Linked DNA regions of Mus musculus: all the other regions are linked to region 1. The links are chromatin contacts, called in public HiChIP or PLAC-seq, Micro-C and promoter capture Hi-C maps. All regions are on one chromosome and are shown on one strand. The core of a region is the stretch at or near the end of the contact, and the rest is flanking DNA. Distances in the headings are between cores, read along the strand shown.

Evidence for each region. Promoter capture Hi-C pulls out the DNA fragments that hold promoters and counts their contacts. HiChIP or PLAC-seq counts read pairs in DNA pulled down with a chosen protein or histone mark. A called contact is a pair of places that touch in the nucleus more often than the background predicts.
Region 2: a contact with region 1 is called in a Micro-C map of embryonic stem cells, with 4 times the contacts expected there. The contact joins the enhancer-like site here to the promoter of Zfp64 in region 1. A contact is called at or near these places in 3 of 39 promoter capture datasets (hippocampal neurons and liver), 1 of 484 Hi-C or Micro-C datasets (embryonic stem cells) and 3 of 115 datasets of contacts at active chromatin or transcription factors (cardiomyocytes, embryonic forebrain and neural tube).
Region 3: an H3K4me3 HiChIP or PLAC-seq map of embryonic stem cells shows a contact between it and region 1, with 8 read pairs. The contact joins the promoter of Adnp here to the promoter of Zfp64 in region 1. A contact is called at or near these places in 2 of 39 promoter capture datasets (both in embryonic stem cells), 2 of 484 Hi-C or Micro-C datasets (both in embryonic stem cells) and 6 of 115 datasets of contacts at active chromatin or transcription factors (embryonic stem cells, large pre-B cells and pancreatic cancer cells).
Region 4: an H3K4me3 HiChIP or PLAC-seq map of embryonic stem cells shows a contact between it and region 1, with 10 read pairs. The contact joins the promoter of Mocs3 here to the promoter of Zfp64 in region 1. A contact is called at or near these places in 4 of 39 promoter capture datasets (the C10 cell line, embryonic stem cells, frontonasal cranial neural crest and 1 more), 3 of 484 Hi-C or Micro-C datasets (all in the G1E-ER4 cell line), 14 of 115 datasets of contacts at active chromatin or transcription factors (the 230-238 cell line, astrocytes, bone marrow-derived macrophages and 9 more) and 1 of 9 other capture datasets (embryonic stem cells).
Region 5: a contact with region 1 is called in a CTCF HiChIP or PLAC-seq map of pro-B cells, with 9 times the contacts expected there. The contact joins the enhancer-like site here to the promoter of Zfp64 in region 1. A contact is called at or near these places in 1 of 39 promoter capture datasets (the 3T3-L1 cell line), 1 of 15 datasets of contacts at CTCF or cohesin (pro-B cells), 1 of 484 Hi-C or Micro-C datasets (the G1E-ER4 cell line), 9 of 115 datasets of contacts at active chromatin or transcription factors (the 230-238 cell line, astrocytes, bone marrow-derived macrophages and 6 more) and 1 of 9 other capture datasets (embryonic stem cells).
Region 6: an H3K4me3 HiChIP or PLAC-seq map of neural tube shows a contact between it and region 1, with 4 times the contacts expected there. The contact joins the promoter of Kcng1 here to the promoter of Zfp64 in region 1. A contact is called at or near these places in 1 of 39 promoter capture datasets (neural stem cells) and 3 of 115 datasets of contacts at active chromatin or transcription factors (embryonic limb bud, large pre-B cells and neural tube).
Region 7: a promoter capture Hi-C map of liver shows a contact between it and region 1, with 4 times the contacts expected there. The contact joins the promoter of Tshz2 here to the promoter of Zfp64 in region 1. A contact is called at or near these places in 6 of 39 promoter capture datasets (the 3T3-L1 cell line, hippocampal neurons, liver and 2 more) and 6 of 115 datasets of contacts at active chromatin or transcription factors (embryonic basal ganglia, embryonic forebrain, embryonic midbrain and 3 more).

What each region holds. Positions count from the first base shown.
Region 1 is chr2:168,954,186-168,957,046 of GRCm38.p6, reverse strand. Zfp64 (zinc finger protein 64) reads left to right here and starts at 1,460. Exons shown (of 6, transcript NM_009564.2): 1 at 1,460-1,928. The coding sequence starts at 1,883. Gm39993 (a long non-coding RNA gene) reads right to left here and starts at 964. Exons shown (of 2, transcript XR_867023.3): 1 at 401-964.
Region 2 is chr2:169,727,418-169,730,278 of GRCm38.p6, reverse strand. The region is part of intron 1 of Tshz2 (teashirt zinc finger family member 2); the gene reads right to left. Among named protein-coding and RNA genes, the nearest start is that of Gm34344, 62 kb to the right of the region's middle. Within about 2 kb of position 1,483, at least 22 of the 459 cell types and tissues checked have an H3K27ac peak or open chromatin away from gene starts, as enhancers often do. A contact at or near this core is called in embryonic stem cells, where this site is marked.
Region 3 is chr2:168,205,629-168,208,489 of GRCm38.p6, reverse strand. It overlaps Adnp (activity-dependent neuroprotective protein), which reads left to right and starts at 1,378. Exons shown (of 4, transcript NM_009628.3): 1 at 1,378-1,916. All of the region lies in intron 9 of Gm20716 (predicted gene 20716), which reads left to right.
Region 4 is chr2:168,229,109-168,231,969 of GRCm38.p6, reverse strand. It overlaps Mocs3 (molybdenum cofactor synthesis 3), which reads right to left and starts at 1,348. Exons shown (of 1, transcript NM_001160330.1): 1 at 1-1,348. The coding sequence starts at 1,335. Dpm1 (dolichol-phosphate (beta-D) mannosyltransferase 1) reads left to right here and starts at 1,591. Exons shown (of 9, transcript NM_010072.4): 1 at 1,591-1,777. The coding sequence starts at 1,617. Gm20716 (predicted gene 20716) reads left to right here and starts at 1,591. Exons shown (of 12, transcript NR_132310.1): 1 at 1,591-1,777.
Region 5 is chr2:168,255,989-168,258,849 of GRCm38.p6, reverse strand. No RefSeq gene overlaps it. Among named protein-coding and RNA genes, the nearest start is that of Kcng1, 24 kb to the left of the region's middle. Within about 2 kb of position 1,424, at least 25 of the 459 cell types and tissues checked have an H3K27ac peak or open chromatin away from gene starts, as enhancers often do. A contact at or near this core is called in the 230-238 cell line and pro-B cells, where this site is marked.
Region 6 is chr2:168,279,669-168,282,529 of GRCm38.p6, reverse strand. It overlaps Kcng1 (potassium voltage-gated channel, subfamily G, member 1), which reads left to right and starts at 1,424. Exons shown (of 3, transcript NM_001081134.2): 1 at 1,424-1,652.
Region 7 is chr2:169,630,990-169,633,850 of GRCm38.p6, reverse strand. It overlaps Tshz2 (teashirt zinc finger family member 2), which reads right to left and starts at 1,342. Exons shown (of 2, transcript NM_080455.3): 1 at 72-1,342. The coding sequence starts at 111.

The DNA.
Region 1 (2,861 bases), core at 211-2,710:
ACTCCTTAATGTCACCCAATGTGGCAGCTTTGGAGATGGCTGGCTGTGGAGACGGCCTCCTGGGACTAGCTCACAACTGCCTCTTATAGCTTCTCCTGTGACCCTGTCAAATAACCCTCCCTCCCCATTCACCAAATTCACTGAGCCTGGGGTCACTCTGACTCCCTTTTTTCATATCATCCTCTTTGGTGTGACAAACTGTCTTATGGCACCTGGGACACGTTCCCTAGACTGCAACAAAACCGTAACCTTGCTACCTCATCTCAGCCCCAGTGCCTGCCCGTTCATATCCCCTCGATTCTTTGTGGCACTCTGGCCTACCACCCTAGTTGGTCAGGAGTTTGCATGCTAATATTTCTCTTCCCCAAGTTGGGGGTGACACACGGAGAAGAGCTCTTACCAATTCCTGTTGCACGCAATAGCTGCCAGACATGATGAAAGGGCAGTTCAAATCTTGCCCCTCCTGGCTGTCATCGAACCCTCTTTTATCAATTTCTTCTCCTCTGGCATTTCTTCAACAACAAACTCAAAAAACTCTCTAATCAAACAACTAATTTACTGTTACGGGACTACGGGCTGCTAGCCACAAAGCCTGAGTCTCATGGTTACGGAGTGTGCCCTGATGGTGAGGATCAGCAATGCCCGAACATGCGACAACCCCGGACAACAGGAAATAGTCCAAATTGCTCTCCGGCCTCAACATCACCCCTTCTTAGTTCCTCCTCTTTTATATTGAACGAAAGGGAGGGATGGTAGTTACTAGACATCTTCCACAACCTACCCAGGGACCCTGAGACGGCAATTACGTCATCAGTAGGAGCCAAGTTGAGCCACATTCCTCCCCTGCGCATGTGCTATAGTCCCTAAAAGGCGGACTTTCTTCCCGCCTCTTTTTGATCAACGCCCTTGCTCACCTCCACCCTTCCCAGAGGCAGCCACTCTAAGCCCCTCCCCAATAAACCTCTCAGAGTCTGACCCTTGGAGTGACTTTGTGGCTTAGATCATAACAGGAAATAAAAAGGGGCTGTGGAACCTTCTGGGTAAGCTCAAGGTTAGAGCTAAGGTCAGTTCTTCAGTGCAGGATTCTCGGGGAAGAGTTGCAAATAGTTGTGAGTCACCTAATGTGGGCGCTGGGATTCGTTGCAAGAGCAGCACAGACTCTTAGCCACTATGCCTTCTTTCCAGTTCACCATCCCCAAGCAATTCTAACAAACCCTCCATGCTGCGTGAAATACTGAAGCCCCCGTGGAGCAGAGCCCCAATGAATTCTCCCATCTACTACACACTAATCTCTTTTTTTTTTTTTTTTAAGTTACTTATATTGTACATGCAGATGCTTGAGTCTGTTTCCACCATGTGAGCTGGCTGGCAGGAAACCAGGCTTGGTGACGTGTGCCCTACCCCTGCTGAGCCATCTCACCGGCTCAACCCAGCAGCAGGGCAAAGGCCCCGCCCCGGTGTTACGCTGCCGGATCTGCCCTAGGGGAGCACCCCGGGATTTGGGGCTCCACTCTCCCAGGCCGGCAGCGCATCCTCCTGGCATCTGCGAAGGAATGAGCGTCTCCAGGAGGGCAAGATGCAAAGGCGCAAGGCGACCACAGAGTCCCTGGCATGCCTGGGATAGGGTGGAGGGATCGGTGTACTCGGGTCTTAGACTCCACGACCTTTCCCGGTTCCTCGGGAGAGCACCGCCTGGGAGTCGGGCTGGGTGCAAGGGGCCAGCGCCCTCTAGGCAGCGGAAGTGGCGCTGGTTGTACATCCGTCCCCGCCTCACAGAGTTGGGAGAAGACTGGCTGGTGCGGGAAATATGCAGGAGAAAAGTCTTTGCATAATGTAGAGCGAGCCGTGGGGCTCCGGGAGCGGCGCCCCAAGGTCTGGGGCCATGAACGCGAGCGTGGAAGGAGACACCTTTTCTGGATCGATGCAAAGTAAGTACTGAACAGACGCAGCTGGGGCCTGGCCCGGACAGAGCCAGCAGGCCCCGGGATCGGGGTGACGGCGCACCTTGCATGCCTGTCCCCGCCAGCCCAGTCGGCGTGTCAGGTCGGGAGCCGCCTGGAACTCTTGCAGTACCCCAGGGGAGGCAAGACCAGGGGAGGCCACGCGGCGAGGAGACTGTCACCACCTCCCCTGCCCCGCCGGGTGGAGTTTGGGGCGCAGAGGAGAGGAGAAAGTGGGGTGATCCAGGCCAACTGGTAGGGAAACTTCTGCTTCAGTGGCTCAGGTTGGAGCATCCCTGAGGGGCTCGCGGACAGGTTTGCAGAGCCATCCTGGCACTCAGGGTAGGGGATGATATGGGTGTGAAAGACCTGGCTGGGGGTGACTTGCAGTGAGTTTGAGGTTCTGCTATTTTCCTGACATCCTATAAGCTATTGCTATCTCCATGTGCCTTTGTTCCCCAAAGTACGGGCCACGGACTGAACCGTGGACCGGCCACCTGGAGCGCATGTGTTCAAAACAGGCTGCTTGGTCCATCCCCTGCAGGTCTCCGAGGGAGGGTGGGGCCGGAATCCCAGGTCTTTCCTTGTGCCTGGAGCCTCAGATGTTTGAAAAGCTGTGGACAAGGTTCGCAAACACCTGAGTCACTTTGCTAACTGCAGATATTATAGCCATTGGCTCCCCAAACTTGCCTGAGTGTCCTCTGAACTCTAAACCCAGTCCCCACCCACCCCATGTGTCTCAGTGTCTTCCAGTGCTGTGGACTTCGGGTTGTGTTTTAAAGAGGGACGACCCCACCAGATGACTTACTCTGGAATGGGAAATCAGTCCCCACATCAGAGAATTTATCTATAAGGATCCTAAGGAGAGATCTGTCTTTGTTTTGTTGTTGTTGTTGTTGTTTGGTTTTGTTTTTTGGTTAT
Region 2 (2,861 bases), core at 234-2,733, 770 kb before region 1:
TTGAACCCTTTCCAACACCACATAATTTGGAAACTGTATGGTTGGCTGCAAGTTAAGCCATCAAGTCCCCCAGGGTCCCTGGTGACCATCACCCTTCCTCTATGTCCCATCATCTCCCCTCATCTCCTGCTTGTTGTTTTGGTGAAGATTCATCAGCCTTCTTTATAAGCCACTGCCAGAGGGCCAGATGAATCTTCCTAAAACAGGGTGCCTCCTCACAGGGCCCCCAACCACTCTCTCCCAAATTGGGAACTGCCTTGGAAACCCATCTGGCGCAAGCACCTCTCGCTACAAATGAGGAGAGTGAAGTCATGGAATAGATAGCAAGGATCCTGCCTGTAGAGGTGACCAGGGAATCTGCCTGTTTTGGTGCCGGGCTATTAACTGATCAAGTGCATCACTAGCTCCTTCTCACACTGTCCCGGAAGAGCCTACATCCTACCCACAGAACCAACCAGTTTGTCTTTGTTTGTCCTTCCTGGGTTCTCCCTGGCTGAAAACTGAATATCTCCAATCCTGAGTGCTCCATGAGTCCCCTTGCTGGTGGCGATGGTCGTTTACTCCATTGCCACTAACATCTTCATTCTGATCTTTTCTTGACTTAGGGGTGGCTTAGTTCTTGTCAGTCATGGTGGCTTGCTTCCTGTGCCTAGACCGTTCCATCCAAGCCCTTCACATGTCTACCACACCTTCCCATTTACATCCAACCATTTCTATGTCTACGTTCCTCCATCTTAAAGTTTCTACATCCCGTCTTCCATGATTCCTCTCACTTGGCCCTTGTACTTCCTTCTCTGCCTGCCTAGATCAGCTCATGTCAGCAATCAGCGTCTGTGACCTGTTCTTTCTGTCCACAGACACACATTTTTGGAATCTGACTTCAGTTCTAATGGTGTCTCCATTTTAGTCTGTCCTTTAGCCATTCAATGATCAAAACTATCAACCCTCAAACTGGTGAGGAAGTGGAGGTCCCACTTCCTCTGTTTCCCATTGCACAGACTGTTACCGGGAAAGAACAGGAAACGCCTGGTTGGAAACATCCAGGACCTGACAACCAAGAAGGCAATCACATCAAGGGTTGACACTCCCTGTCTCTTTTTATTTATTTGCATGGCCCAGTAGATTCCGTTCTCAATCGTTTTAACAGTCCAAGACCCGTCAGGGCCAGCACATCACCGTGATCTATCGTCGGGGTAAAAAATCTCGTGGTGGTGACAGCCTAGATTGACAGCGATGTTTAAATCCTAAACTAGTCTCTGGATGACATTCAATTTTTTGTCATGAAGTTTCAAAATGTGACTGGAGCCTTTTCAAAGCTTTCCGCCTGGTGGAAACGCCGGTGGCAAAAGCAGACATAAACCAGCTGTGGTGGACTGGGAAAAACACTGACCTTTGAGGCCAAACACCTAGGGAGGGGCTAGGGCTCTGATGGGGGAGTCAAGCATGTTTCAAACAAGTCCTCCCTCCTGCAGTGGCTCCCAATAAGTGGAGCCCAGCTCTGAAGACACAGGAAGCATGTGACCCGCATGCCTGGCCCAGGAGGGGTGAGGTGTTTAAAGACCTTGTTTCAAAGAAGTGATTTACATTTGTATGCGCAGATAGGCTTCTGTTTCTTCCCAATCGGAATATGCCTTTATTAAGAGTCCCTGGAACTCAGACACAGCAACCACAGTTTTCCTTTCCCTTGTTCATTGTTGTGTAAGTTTTGTCTGCCTCTCCAGTCCATACCTATTCCAATAAATAGAAGTATTAAAAATTCCAGGCTTGTTTTACTGTTGCATTTGTCACAGATTCTTTTCAACCTAACACTAAACCCACTTTCTTTGACTTGAATTCTGAATGGTTCTCTCCAAAAGGACAAACTGAGGCCCTGGGTCAACACAAAGGCCAGAGTTTTGATCATCCCTTTCAGGGAAGCTCAAAATACAAGGATATACAAGATATACAAGCTCAAGATATACAAGGATTCCATTTCATCAGTGCTGTCTCAAGTATATTTGAATACCGAAAGGTGTGCAATGAGGAAAAAGACACTTAGCTTCTCAGTCAAAGAGTGTGCCACTAGGCAAATGATCTGTCTCAGAAGGTAAAGCGCTTGCTCGATGCCAAGTCTGATGGCCCGAGTTTGAACCCCAGGACCCACATGGCAGAAGGAAGGAACTGACTCCCACGAGCTATCTTCTGCCCTCCACATGCACACAAGCTTTGGCTTGCATGTCACCCCTTCCCCACACACAGACAAACATTACTAAAAGTATTCTTAAAAGAAGGAAAGAGTATTTTAATCAAGGGAATATATATTTAACTTCAAAAGTCATCAAGGAGGGCCCCACAGGGGGGTGACATTGAGCAGAAGGTAACCTCCCTCATAGTGACATGTAAGACCCGGAACTGGAAAGCCATGCCTGTCACTTTTTGTCCGTTCTTGAAATTTGGAACTCAGACACAGTAGTGTCCACACTTTGGATATCCTAAAGTATGCAATGAAAGCTTGGCCCAGAGAAACCCTGAACAGAACCCTTGTGATTAATAGCCTGTGCATTCAGCTGATGTATATTGTGAGTACAAACACTGAGGTCAGTGGAAATGATAATTAAACATGCATATTTCACAATGGAAAAGTCCCATCCATCAACCTGGACCCCAAACTGAAAACAGAGGGATGTTTTCCACTTGGCAGATGGAGTTAATAGTGTGCAAGAATCACTCTGTTCATCTCTCAGAATAGTTTCCCAGGCTGGACTGTTGAAAAGGATCCATTAGTTCATCCCATATCAGCCTCTTCCTTTTAAGAGATAATAATTTCATTGTTAAAAGTGACTCACACTGTAGTTAAGTAACAGGAAAAGAAAACATTAAGA
Region 3 (2,861 bases), core at 129-2,628, 750 kb after region 1:
AATCCAGCACCTTTTATGCTACAAAGTGAAGCACTGCTGCAATGCAGATGTTCTTCATACCTGTGCTATCACTGCATGAAACCCAGTGTCTGAGGAGAACAGTAGAGATGAATTCACACAGCCTGCCTGTCTTCTGCATTGTGTGCTTCCCCATCTCTACTCCTTGATGAAAGGCCTTAGCCTCAGCCCCACCTCCTTTTAAATAGTTTCTATTCCTTGTTTTACATTGTTGAGCTATTGATTAGGGGTTTAAATATATGTTCTAATAATTGCAAAAAATAAATGTTAGGTGGAAGTTTGTTCAACTTCCCAACCAAACCCTTAGACACTGAGCTGTCTGTATATATAGTCTGATTCTTTCAAAATTTGCAACTTTGTAGAGACCTCATGTTGGGGGAGGGGTGGCCAATCCTTCACAACTGCACTTGCTACTTTGTAGAGCTTTTAGCCATCCTTATCTACGGTAGGGTAACTACTGTTCCTTTAAAGTGGACCGAGGCTGTTGATGTTGACATGGTATGTTGGTTGGGGATGATCCAAAGTTACAAAGCCAACAGTGCAGGTGCTGTCACATACCAGAATTGTGGGTGAGTGCCAGACCGTTTTCATCCTTAGCCATTGACAATCCAATGGCCTCAACTCTACAAATCCCACTTTTTTTTTCCTTGAGTCAATGGTAAGTGGCCATCTGATGACTTGAAGGAATGACTTGAGTCCAAGGAACAGCAGAAGTGAAAAGCTGAGTCCCTGTCTATCCCATACCAGTTCACTAGAAGAGCTGACATGGCCTCAGAGCTGTGTCATCTCAAAAAATGGGAGGAACACGAGGGCATCACACCTCATTAAAGGCAGGAGGCAGCAGGCTCAACCCTTGGCTTTGCCTCCAGCTTGGGAGAGCTGACTCTGAGCACGTGGGCCTTGGGCAGCCCCAGGCGCCCTCCTGCCAGATGTAGTTCAGGCCCAGATGGGCCCGCGCAGGGATCCCCAGTGCAGCCACCTGACTGACTGTCGAGGCGTGCTGCGGCCCGCTACTTCTGCCTCCGCCGGCGGCGCTGCGGTCAGAGGAAGGCACCCAGGAGCGCAGTGCGGCCATTATCCACGGCGCCTCCTAGTGGGGCAATGGCAAAGCCTCCACGTTCTCGCGAGAGCTCCCCTCAGTGGGGATTATATAATCTCACCCAGGAGAGGCTGGGGGGGGCTGGGGCCACCCTGCCATAAGGAAAGTGGGTGTCGCCGCAGCCGAGGACCGAAGAGCTCTCCCTTGGGGGGGGGTCGCCGAGTAGGGGGTCCATGGCCCCCGCCCCCCCCCAGCTGGACAATGAGTCCTCTTATGCTAATGAGTCGCTTACGTCACTTCCGCTCTTTCTCGGCCGCCATTTTGGCTAGGGCAGGTTCGGGGACTTGCTCTGAGGCGCTTGTATTGTCTGCTGAGGGGAGACGCGGGACCAGCCCCCTCCCCCGCCCGCCGCCGCCGCCGCCACCCGTCCGGTCTACCCGCCGCCGCCGGGACCCATGAGCTGAGCGCCCGCCCGCCGCCATCTTGGCCCCCTCCCCCTCCAGCCGCGCTCGCTCGGGGGGGATTTGGCGTCGCCTCAGCCACAGCTCCCTCTCTCGGTCTCCGCCGCCGAGGAGCCGCGCGGCCGTCGCCGCCCGCCTGCCCGCCCGCGACGGTGAAGCCGCGGCCCCACGCCCTCCGCCGCCCTCCGCCCCTCCTTTGTCTGCACTGCCCGCGCCGCCGCCCGCCGCTCTGCTGCGCCCGCCGCGCCCCCCGGCAGCAGCCGCGGCCGCGGCTCGAGCCGGAGCCCGAGCGCGACGAGGCCCCGGGCGCGTCCTCGCCGCCATCGCCGTGCCGCCGTCCACCCGCCGCCGTGCTCTAGAGCACGCCGGCCCCGCGCACGCCTCGAGGCCGAGCCAAGGTAAGCCCCGCGGCCCTGCCCGCCGCCGATCCCGGGCGCGGTCATTGTGCTCGGCGTGCACACACCGCCTCGAACCCCAGTCGGCCGCAGCCCTCCTGCAGCCCGATCCCCTTCTCCGCCCCGCGGGGCTGCCGGCCGGCCACCATGGGCTTTTGCGGCTAGTGGCATCTTCCCGCACCCACCCCGCCCCCAGCCGAACCCCGCTCGCTCTCTCGTCCTCAGAACTAATCCCCTCCCGCCCTCCCCCAGTCCCCGGAACCAGCCTTCTGCCAGGTCTGCCCACCCTAGGCTTGGAAAGGGGGGAAAGGCCTGGGGGGCGGGGAGCGTGCATGGCAGAGGGTGAAAGTCTTTGCCTCCCCAACAACATGCCAGTTTCCCTCCCATCCTAACCACCACAGCCCCTCACCGGCCCTGCTTTCAATCTGGGCTACCTGGTCAGCACTCCCTCTTTAGAGCTTTCTGATCAACTTTGCAGTCAGAAAATGGAAATCCAGAAAGCCGCGGAAAGAATTTTTTTCGAATGCAATGAATGGGGAGTAGTTCTTTGAGCACCCTCTTATTCGCCTCTTCTTTCCTCTGAGCTGCCTGTCCTTCTCCTCCCTTCCCCACCCTACCCCCAACCTGGATGCCTGTCTGCTAGAAAAGGCGCGATTGCTTCTCTTCTTCTCTCCAAGAAGTCTAATACTCATTTTAGTCTCACTCCCTGCCACACACCCCAAGTGTCTTCTCAGTGTTCTTCCAGTCACCAGGTCCTCTGGACAGTTCTTGTCATAACCCCATTTCACAGACAAAGGCTTAGGAGGGAAAAAGAACCAAACTGTTTCCTGTGTTAGCCATTTTAATGCTGTCCAGCCCCAAACGCCCAGTTCCCATCCCTGATGCTTCTTGTGCCTGTATCTTGAACCTTCACAATGGGATGTGTGTCGGGGGGTGTCTCTTGGATAG
Region 4 (2,861 bases), core at 99-2,598, 720 kb after region 1:
TCCCCCCACGATGTCCTGAACAGTTAAAGAGTCTAACTCCGGCACTGCCGTTAAGGACTGCAGGACCTTCACAGCTTTCTGGGAGTCGTTTCCCAGTTTGCAAATCACATACACCGGGAGAGCAACCCCTTCCTGCGACTCCTGCTTCCCTTTCCGGAGGGCAGCCCCTAAGAGTTTCAGGCTGTCCGCATCCCTGCGTTCCAACTGACTCAAAGGGATGTGGAGAGAGTGCGGCAGGCGACAGATGTCCACCTCTACTTGAGGCCGGACGTCCAGCAACACATGGGGCGCCCCGGAATCCAGAAGCCGCTTGTAGTCGGTCACAGAAATCCGCTCCTCGGGGCACAGCAGCTTCAGGGCGCGGCACTTGTCGGTGGCCGAGGAGCCGCAGAAGGCCTCGTAGTCCTGCAGGCGGGTCACGGTGGGCTGCTGCCCGCACACGACGCAGTCAGGCCGGCGGCGCCGCAGCCGGATCCGGCGGAAGTGGCCCCCGAGGCCGTCGAAGAGCAGCATGCTGCCGCTGTAGGAGGAGCCGAGGCCGGCGGCGATCTTGAGCACCTCGAGGGCCTGCGCGCAGCCTAGCACGCCGGGCACCGCTCCGAGCACGCCGCCGTCTGCACAGTTGGTCACTGTCTCCGGCGGGGGCGGCCGCGGGAACACGCAGCGGTAGCACGGCCCGCCGTCGTGGTGGTAGACGGTCATCTGGCCCTCGAAGCGCAGCGCGCTGGCCGACACTAGCGGCCGGCCGGCCAGCACGCACGCGTCGTTCACCAGGTAGCGCGTGGGCACGTTGTCGCAGCAGTCTGCCACCACGTCGTAGCCGCGGACCAGGTCGAGCGCCCAGTCCTCGGCGAGCGCGCGCGGGTACGCCACGCACTCCACCGCCGAGTTGAGACGGCGCAGCGCCGCGGCCGCCGAGCGAGCCTTGCTCTCGCCGGCCTGCGCCTCCCCGTGCAGGACCTGGCGGGCCAGGTTGCTCGTCTCCACCACGTCGTGGTCCACCAGCCCCAGCCTGCCTACGCCGGCCGCCGCCAGGTACTGCGCCAGCGGGCAGCCCAGCCCGCCGCAGCCCACCACGAGCACCGCCGCCGCCGCCAGGCGCAGCTGCCCGCGCACGCCCAGCTCCGGCAGCAGTAGCTGGCGGCTGTAGCGGAGGATCTCGTCCCGCGACAGCGCGGCCCGGGGCGCCAGCGGCGGCGGCGGGACCCGGAGCGGACGCTCGGGCTCCGGCTCGGCTGTCAGGGCCGCGGCCAGCCTCCGCTTGAGCGAAGCTAGCTCTTCCTCCCGCCGGGTGATTTCAGCCTGTAAGGCAGCTACGTCCTCCGGGGCAGCCATGACAGCCTCTTCCGGAAAGAGCCGGGAAGGGACTTCCGTTTCCGGTTGCCTGTCTCTTAGCGACTGGAAAACGAAGACGCTTCCTGGCCCTTGAAAGTGAAACGAATGGGTTTTTATCCGGGGAAGCCGTCACGATTGGCTTGAAACGGTCACCATATCTGGAAGTTTCCCGGGGACCACACTGGGACGTCGGAGCGCCGAGCCTCCCCCATGCTCCGAGATTTGGTACGGCCCGTGTCGGATGACGTAAGTCCGCTTCCGGCGCCTCTCGCAGAGCCGTCATGGCTTCCACGGGGGCGAGTCGCAGTCTTGCTGCGTCTCCGCGGCCGCCGCAGGGCCGCTCCTCGCGACAGGACAAGTACTCGGTGCTGTTGCCCACCTACAACGAACGGGAGAACCTGCCGCTCATCGTGTGGCTGCTGGTGAAGAGCTTCTCCGAGAGGTAGAAGGGGCTTCTCGCGCGGGGGCCGGGAGCCGGCCGCGGGCTGCAGGTCGGCGGTTGGCTGCGCGAGGAGACCCCCGGAGGCCCGGTCTCCGCTCCCTCCCGAGCCTGCTCGCGGCTTTCCCCAGCGGGGAGAACCGAGGAGCACAGCCCCGCGTCTTTCTCCTTCCTGCTCAGGTCTCTAGCGAGTCCGGTGTCTATCTGTTGACAGATCGCGCTGGCCTGCGTCCCCGGCCTGTTCTCTCTAAAGGGCTAACTTAACTTCTTTTTGACTTCGGGGCGAGGAGGTATGACCTCATACCTCTGGGCGGTCAGGATCCGCCGCCGGAGCCGGGAGTCCCGAGCCAGCGTTCTCCCCATCGCCTTGGGGCCGAGCGCTTACGTAAGCTTGTTGTTTGCGCTGTCAGAGAACTGCTGATGAGCTGGCAGGGAGCGAGCATCTTCGCCGAGTTTGATTAGGAACCCGGGCTTATTTGTGTGTTGTTTTGAAAAACACGGGGCCTTTCGCTTTGTTAGGCAGAGCCCTAGCTCTTAGGAACAAGAATTTTGATAGTGAAAGTGTTACGCATTTAAGAAAAAAAAAAAAAGGTCTCCGAACTAAACAGTAAATAAAATGCCTCCTGATGGCAGTGGCAGGACGGAGTCAGTACTTTACGGCCAGATGAGTGTCATGCTGTGATGATCATGGGCGATCTTTTACTGTCAACCTACAGAACGGGATTTTGCAGGAGTAGGATGGCGTAGCAGTGCGCTGTTTTAGACAGTGCGTCAGAAGAACACAGATTGTTTCCAGAGCTTTTTGTTTGTTGGTTGGCTTTTGCTTCTCAAACGACAATGAGGACGCTGTGCCCATATTTTCTAATAGCAAGAAAAAAATACTTGATCCCAAGCTATGCACTACAAGGGATACGTTTGCAAACGAGTTGTACCAAGTCCGAGGGCAGCTAGGGCTATATTAGCAGCCTCTGTCTCAGAAAAACAAAATACTTGGTACATAGTTCCTCTTTCTAGAAAGCACAACCTTACCGTACTGATTTGTAAAAGCCTTAGTCTGCATGGTTTGATTGGTTGAGGCAAGGTCAAA
Region 5 (2,861 bases), core at 175-2,674, 700 kb after region 1:
CATCTCAGCTGTGGGCACGGCATCCATCCTTATCCCTTGAGAAGGATCAGGGGCCATCAGCAACCCCTCACAGCAGCCCAACCCTCGGGGACCAAGGGCCACCCGGTGACAGGAAGAGAGATGGTGGATATGCCAATTTGACAGGAAAGAAACTGATGTTGGTGACAGGGTCAGGGGAGGCAGAACACAGTCACTTATGTGTAGGCAGGTGACATCTATAACCCCAGCTACTCTAGAGACAGAAACAGAAGGATTATAAATCCAATGCCCAGATGAGCCCCAGAGGGACTTCAAAGCCAACCTGGGCACCTTGGTGAGATTCTGTCTCAAAGTAAGAAGTGCAGTGAGGGTTGGGAATAGTCTCAGAGACATGACATTTCGGAGACCCGGGCTTTTAGCCTTAAAATCTCTAAAAGTATTTTATTTATTTATAATTTTGTATGGGTGTTTTTTTTTTTTTTTTGGTTTTTCGAGACAGGGTTTCTCTGTATAGCCCTGGCTGTCCTGGAGCTCACTTTGTAGACCAGGCTGGCCTCAAACTCAGAAATCCGCCTGCCTCTGCCTCCCGAGTGCTGGGATTAAAGGCGTGCGCCACCACGCCCGGCTTGTATGGGTGTTTTGTTATGTTTTGTTGAGACAGGGTTTCTCTGTGTGGTCCTGGCTGTCCTGGAACTCACTCTGTAGACCAGGGAGGCCTTGAACTCACAGAGATCTGCCTGCCTCTGCCTCCCGAGTGCTGGGATTAAAGACATGCATTACCACCGTCCCTCAAAAGACATTTTAAAATGTCTGTTCAGAGGAGGACCCACATAGGAAATGATGCTAAGTAGAGAGAGCAGAAAGAAGGGCCAGCCTAAATAAATGCCCAGAGGTAAGGATCATTCCGCCAGCCTTGGAGAGAGCCCAGGGCAGACATGTTGCTAGGCCACCTCAGAAGCCAGTTTCTGATCTTTGCAGGCATTGGGGCCTGGCCCCTGGCTCCTCCCAGCAGCCCTCTCCATGCTGCCTCATCTCCCACTACCTTCTCTCACCTCTCCTCAGGTGTCACCTCTCCTCAGGTGTCACCTCTCCTTAGGTGCCATCTCTCCTTAGGTGCCATCTCTCCTTAGGTGTCACCTCTCCTTAGGTGCCACCTCTGCTCAGGAGCTCTGAAGTGTGACAGGCTCTGCCTCTCTGGTCTTCCTGTTTCCTCTCGGTCCTGCCCTCAGTTCCACAGCCCTGGAACTCTGTCAGATCTCTCTCACATCTGCTCAGAGCCAATCCTGCCTGGCACTCCCACCCTTGCCTGTGTTAGGCCCATACCCCCCACTCCCACCCCACCTCCACCACCATTGCCTGAGAATTTCCCCTTCTCAGCTATGCCCACCTCTCCTCTAGACACCAGAGACCAAGAGCAGTAGCTACTTCCTGCGTCTCAGTCCCTAGAGACTGTCATTTTCAAGCCTATCTCCAGAGTCCTCACCCAACCACTTCCTGGGTCAGGTGGCCACCCCAGCACACAGTTCCCGTGCCATGCGCATTAGAACCAGGTATCACGCAACTAAGCAGAGCCCCTCTGGCCCAGAGACCAAGCCTGCTTGCTCTTCTTCACCTGGACCTCACACAGAAGCTACAGGGAAAGCCCCTCCCCTCAATATGACCTCCCTGTCCTCACCCCTCCCACCCCCTTGTCTCCCTGTGCCCCTCCCCTGGAAGAGCATGCTACTCTCCAGTGAAGTGACATGCTGACCCCACATGTTTCAGCAAAAGTCAAGCCTTTGTTTATTTAGTTCATGGATGGTACTGGCCATAGAACCCATGGGCTCGCCCATGCTGGACAGTTCCTCTACCCCGAGCTTCCTTCCCTTCCAGCCTTTTTTTGCTTTTTGTCTTGAGACTCGTGAAGTCCAGGTGGGCCTTGAACTTGTGAGCCCCCTGCCTCAGCCTCCAGTATCCCATACCGGCCTACATGACCAGACTCAGCTTAAATCTGTATTTTAAACACCTCCTTACCCAATGATATATTACACAGTTATTTATTTGTGACCTTTCTGTCACCCTTGATGCTTCACCTCTGGAAGCCAAGAAGCTTCCCAGAGCACCCTGTCTGGGCCCGAGCCAGGCCCACACTGGCCCAGCTGTAGCTCCTGCATACCTGTGTTCACAGCCTCCCCCAGGGCCCCCTGGGATTCTACTTGGAAACAAATTCCATCCTGTGAGGGTCAATGTCCACCAACTGTCTTTTGTGTCCAACCAAGTGGATAAACAGGTGCCGTGGGATTGGTGGCCCAACCATAAAACAGCTCCCCGAAGTTTCTAACTTGCTTTTCAGAAACAAACAAACAAACAAAAATATGGTGTTTATCTAAATGGCCTGGCAAATATTCAGGCTTGGCTTGAAATAGACATAAAGCCACCAACTAGCCTTTCTTTAAGGGGGGGGGGTTGGAGGAGCGGGGAGGGGGGAAGGGGGTAGGAAAATAGTTCCTGAGGACAGGTGCAGCTCCTCCTGTCCCAACACACTGGGCCCAGGAAAGGCCACCCTCCCTGGTGGCAAGCCCAGCTGATCAGAGGCTGAAGTTTGTCCATGAAGGGAGGGAGAGTACAAAGCACCTCACTTCAGCAGTCTAAGGGTGGTGGCCGAGGCACCTGGGGACGCCATTCTATGGGACAGAGACCCATGGGATGTAGCCAGCCCTTCACCCCCTGGCCTCCGCAGATGGTCTCCCCTGCAGAGCTCCCAGGGAGTGCTTTAGTATCACAGAAAAATAGACAGCAGCGGCACCAGAAACAGACACCCCAACACCCTGAAGCTCGTGTCTGGAAGACCTGAATGGCCCTACTAGCCCTTCAGTCCCAAAACAACAGCAACCTTGTCATAG
Region 6 (2,861 bases), core at 175-2,674, 670 kb after region 1:
TGCTAACAGAGCACCAAGGACCAGCCATGTTTTCAACATGGGACGTGGGAGCACTGGCCTCCAGAGTCCACCGAGAACCTTTATGTTGGCCTCTGTTATTTATGTCCCTCCGGCACACTGCCTCCCCGTGTCTCTCAGCATCTCAGAAGCCTTTGTTTGCCCCTTAGTGGGATCTCTTTGCAAATCTCCCAAAGATGAGGTCCTCTCAGTTCCTGGCCCTGATCTGGAGTCGACTTTGTTCCATCTGAAGAGCCCCTCCCCCACCTCCCCTTCTACTTGCACTTCCCGCCCCCCTTTCTCCTGGTGTAGACGCTGCAGAAGCTTGAGAGTTCTTGGGACAGGTCCTCAGCTGACTCTCTGACTCTGCCATCTGTCTCCACCCACGTGCTGAGTGAACCCAAAGCTTACATCCCCCGGGGCCAAGCCTAAGCAACTCGTTAAAGAAGCCCCAGGCATAGGAGGCACACTCGCTGAGCTTGGTTCCTGAGTCTCTCCTGCTTCCCTGATGGAGGAGAAAGGACAGTACCAATCAATTTCCCCAAGCAGGTTACTCCCTCTCTTCTCAGACAGCTTTCCCACCTAATCCCAAATCCTGCTGCAACTTCTGCCAACTCAGAGGCCTCCAGAATCCACCCTGTCCTCTCCAGGCTGTTGACTGAGTACAGGACCCAGAGACTGCCAGACCGGGACCCACCCGGGACAGTGAGGAACTACAGCATAGGAGTCATTCTGGGGCCCAGAGCGCTCATTCTTTGGCTTTGGTGACACTGCAAAGGTGGCGCAGGCCCTGGACCGCAGGGGCAGGAAAAGCCCAAGGCCGCCAATGGAGAAGGCACATGTATGGCTGGTATGGTAAGGTGGAGAGCGTGTGGGGCTCCCGGACTGCCACACATAAAATGCGGCCACCCCACCCCACCCCCGACGTGACATCTGCAGTGTCCGTGACAGTTCAGCGTGAGGTTGGACCTAAGGACAGAAGACTGGTTCGGTGGCGTTCCCACGATAGCGACTCACGTGGGGAATGAGGCTCGGGTCCTGGTACTCGCTGAGCCTAGGGTGGAAGAGCGTCCCACGACCACTGAGAAAACTGGAGAAGTGGATGCGCCTCAGGCCAGGAGCCCTGGGAGGAGCAGCGCTGGGACTTAAAAGGTCGCCACCGGAAGGCAGGGGCCTGCAGGGCGCAGGAGATGATTATGGGAGGAGATGGTTATGGGCAGGATGGGGAGAGTGCAGCACTGCGTTCCGCTAGGACCTGGACTCTGGGTCGGGTCAGGGTGCGTGGCATCGCAGTGGCGGGTCCCGCGGTGGCTCCATCCTCCCGCCCCCCGCCCGCCCCTCTCCCCGCCCCGCGCGCAGTCCCCTCCCTCCGTCCCGCCTCCTGCCCGGCCACCTCCCTCAGCTGCTGCCGCGCCGCGTTGCCGGCGCACTTGCAGCCCGGCGGGCACCAGGAGGCGGAGGCGGGACGGTCAGGGGTCCAGCGCGCAGGACAGCGGCCCTGGGGCCAAAGTTTGCGGGCAGCCCCGGCAGGCCAAGCGGGTCCCACGTGCCGCTTGCTGCCCCCTCTCGCATCCTCACCCCGGCATCGCTGCGCCGGGAGACAGAGCTGCGGCCCGGCTAGCTCCTAGGCGGGGACGCCGCGACGGGAACTTAAGGTGGGAACTTCGCGGGCTGCAGCCTGGCGGGACCCTGCTCCTGCAAGCGGCGCTCCGGGCTCTGCACGTGGCCGCGGCCCCGGTACCCTCTGCGGATACCTAGGAGCCCCGGAGAGGCCGCCCGGGCGATGCGGCATGCACCCACGCGGCCGCAGTTTGGTCCGGCCACGGATCCTTTCCAGGGGTCCCCGGAATGCGTAGTGCGCTCTGACTTTGCGTGCAGGGTTTTTGGGGTCCCACGGGAGGAGTTGGAATGCGGGGAAGTCTTTCACTGTCAATAGGCACGGAAGGCAGCATCCCCACCAGCGGGACTCATTTAAGTCATTCATTAATTACGAACTCAGTGAAGGCTTATGGACCGCCTACTGTGTGCAAGGCCCTAGTGACTATTCAGTGGTCGCGGGCCTTAGCATCTAGTAAGAAAGTTAGAGGTCTCCTTAACCTCAGTGTACCCGGGATAAGTGGCCCGGCTTTGCTCATAGTTTTTGGGTGTGGATGGAAAAGAGACGAACTCGTTCATTCTCTGGGTTGTACAAAAATTGGTTGAGCACCTGCTGTGGGCATCTCACTATGCCAAACACTCAGTGTTCATCCAGTCATTTATTCAACAAGCCTGGATTGAACAATGGCCGAGGTGGCGACAGGACAATGGACTCTGGCGATGGGGGGGCGGGGGGGAGGTTGAGACTCTCAGGCCCTGCCTCAGAAGGGCACAGCCTGCCAGGGTGGCCCGCGCTACAGCATATGTGTATAGCAGATTTAAGGTTGGTGCTTAATGCGTTCATTCCTGGGTGGGTGGGGGGTCCGATCCCTGGAGAGGAAGAAGTGGGCTTTTAAAAGCTCTTTAGTGGGGGCTGGGAGTGATGATGAGGGCTGAGAAGGTTCATCTAATGTTAGGTGAGCACAGCCTCCTCCTAGTGATGGGGCTTAGAGGCCAAGCTGTCACTTTGGCACACATTTTGTTAAACACTTGCAATGCAGAGGTACTTAAGGGGTGCTAAACACCTGAGTTCCCCAAGTAGATAATAGGTGGGAGGCAAACGCATACTCACCCCTCCTCGGTGACATCTGAGCTAAGTCCACAGGAAGGTGAGAGGAGGGGGCAGGGATTGGTCTGATTCGCTGGAGAAAGGAGGGCCTGCCAGACTATAAATCTAGGTAGATATTCGCTGGGGTTTGTTTGACACCCCCAACCCTCCACCAACGTGC
Region 7 (2,861 bases), core at 93-2,592, 680 kb before region 1:
GGAGGGCGGGCGGGCGAGCCGCTGTGCGCCGGGCTCAGGGGCCGGGCACCCGGAGCGGAGCCATCTCTTACCTGCCGCCCGCTTGGGTGCCTGCTGTTTCCTCCTTGGCATCGCTCTACTTAGCTCCAGTCTCACTTCTGGCGCCCCAGCCCCGAGCCGCGCGCGGGGGCCGCAGTCTCGCTCGTCTTTCTGTGGCTCCTAGGACGTCACTCGGCCTCTGTCCCCCTGAAGATCCCCCTGCCAGCGCTCCAGCGCGGGGCCGGAGACCCCCTCTCTGGGTGGCAGATATGTGGCTCGCGCCTGCTGCTTGCAAGTGGAGGTTGGTTCTGCCTTGTTTGTTTGTTTGGTTTTTTTTCCCCCTCTCTTTTTGTTTTGCTTTTGGATTTTTTTCTTTTTTTGGTTTTGCTTTTTGCTGTTTTTTTGGTGACTGGTGAGACACTTGATTTCTTTATTAAACATCCAAGACGGGGTTCAGATGGCAGGGATGAGGGGCGCACACGCGCCACGCGCACACTCGCGCTTAAAGATAAGGGGGGAAACAATCCCGGGAAGACAGTGGATTTCTTCTTTTTCTTCTTCCTTCTCTTTCCCTCCTCCTCTTCTTCCTCCTCTTCCTCCACCTCCTCTTCCTTTACCACCTCCTCCTTCTCCTCCTTCTCCTTCTCCTCCTTCTCCTCCTCCTCCTCCTCCTCTTCCTCCTCCTCTTCCTCTTCTTCCTCCTCCTCCTCTTCCCTGATCTTGATGGCGGATTCGCGCTGGGGAGAGATCACTCACTGTAGGTTTGTTGTTGCTGTCAGATCCCCGTCTGTGAGTGATATGCGAGAGGACAGGAGCGGGTTTGGGAAAGACAGAAAATCTGGAATTCACTCACACACACACACACACACACACACACACACACACACACACACACACACACACCACACATACGCACACGCACGCTCGCTCTCACACACAAGCACTCTCGCTTACACACACACACACACACACACACACACTTACACTCACACTCCCCACATATGCTCTCTCTTACACACACACACACACACACACACACACACACACACACACACACACACACTCACACACACACAAGACAGGGCGAGGCGATGCCAGCAAACATCGATCCCGGCTGAACAAACTGAACATTAACAAACTCCTCCTCTTCTCCCTGCGACCTGATGACAGGGAGAAATTTACTCCCCAGCCGCAGAGCGCCAGGCAGAGGGAGTCTATTAAAGGGACAGTGTCCCGCCTGGGAGAGGAGCTGGAGAAAGAGGACCCAGCCGGCTTGGCTGCAGCCCTGGAGGCACCCACCTCCTCCTCACTGGGGCAGTGGAGTGTCCGCCTGTCTAGATGCCCCTCCAAGAGGAAGAAAAGGGGGAGTGGGAAGGAAGGGGGCGGGGCTCTGGCAGAGTTGGAGACAGTTAGAGTTGGAGATTAGAAGGGGACAATCTAGGTTTGCTTGGGAGACAGATTAGGGGGATGGGACTATATCCAGTCTCAACCTGTTCTCCAGCAAATAACCTCCTCTCACTATGTAAGTTCACATTGCTTTAACTTCCACCTTCTTGGAGTATTGGGATTTTTTTTTAAACTTCTGCTTCCTGGGCAGACTAATTACATAACCTTCATTGTGTTTCCTTCCAATGCTGATATTTATTGAGCACCTATGGTGCACCTGTTATACAGTCACCACAGTGACAGAGAGTGGGGAAGTCCAGATTGTGGCTGTTATCAAGGGTGAGAGGAACAACATCTGAAACAACTTGCCCCCTGGTGGTGTTCAGTCACTTCCCAGAGGTCTACCTTGCTGAAAATTTGATGTCCACCTTTCTCTATTTGCTTTCTCCGCTGGGCTCATCAAGGAAGGTGGATGCTGTGCACAGCTCGCTCTTTGGGTAATTGCCTCAGATCTCACTAGAGTATAAGTTCTTAGGGAGTTGTGCCCTCGTTTATCGTATTCTATCTCCCAATGGTGCCAAACAGAAAACATAGAGCTCCACCCCCAATAGTGCAATAAATGAAGAGGAAGCAGGGCATGCTGGGAGTACAACTTCAGAGTGGCCCGGATTGGTTAAAACTGAGTGTTGTTTTGGGGCTGAAAGAGGAGTCCATTCTGGAGAGTCTATTGTAGCTGAACCCGGTCTCCCTGGGTACCACTGCACACGGGGAGGTAGGTACCTTTCAGCACGTGTGAACAGGATGACCCTGTCCTGAAGACGCTTTCCTTCCTTCCAGTTGGGTAGAAAGTCAATGACAAGTGGGAAGGCAGCGGAAGGAGGTAGAGCTAGGAGCCTAATGAACCTGATACTGGGCATTGAACTCAGGGCACCGTACATACTGGGCAGGCAAGACATCATACATGCTGGACAGGCAAGGCACAATGCATGCTGGGTAGGCAAGGCATAATGCATGCTGGGTAGGCAAGGCATCATACATGCTGGGTAGGCAAGGCATCATACATGCTGGGCAGGCAGTCTATCACTAAACTATGTTTCTGATCCTCTTCATTTTTTTCTTAAATGTTGAGACAGAGGTCTTGCTAAGTTATTCAGGCTGACCTTGAACTCATTCTTAGATAGGTCTTCAAACTTGGGATCTTCTGGTCTCAGGCTCCTGAGTAGCTGGGCTGATAGGCCTGAGACACAGACTGTCATGAATCTGGAGTATGAAGAAGGAAGGATGTTTACCAAGTGGGGCTGCCTGGGGCAAGTCACAGATAGGTTCTAACCTTGGAGAAGGAGGAAGTTGGGTGACAAGGAGACTCTTGCGAGGGTGGCCCTTGGTGTAACAGTAGAAGCTCCTGGTTCGTAGCCCTCCAAGCCCACAGAGGCCTTTTTGAGGGTGTGCTCACCTTG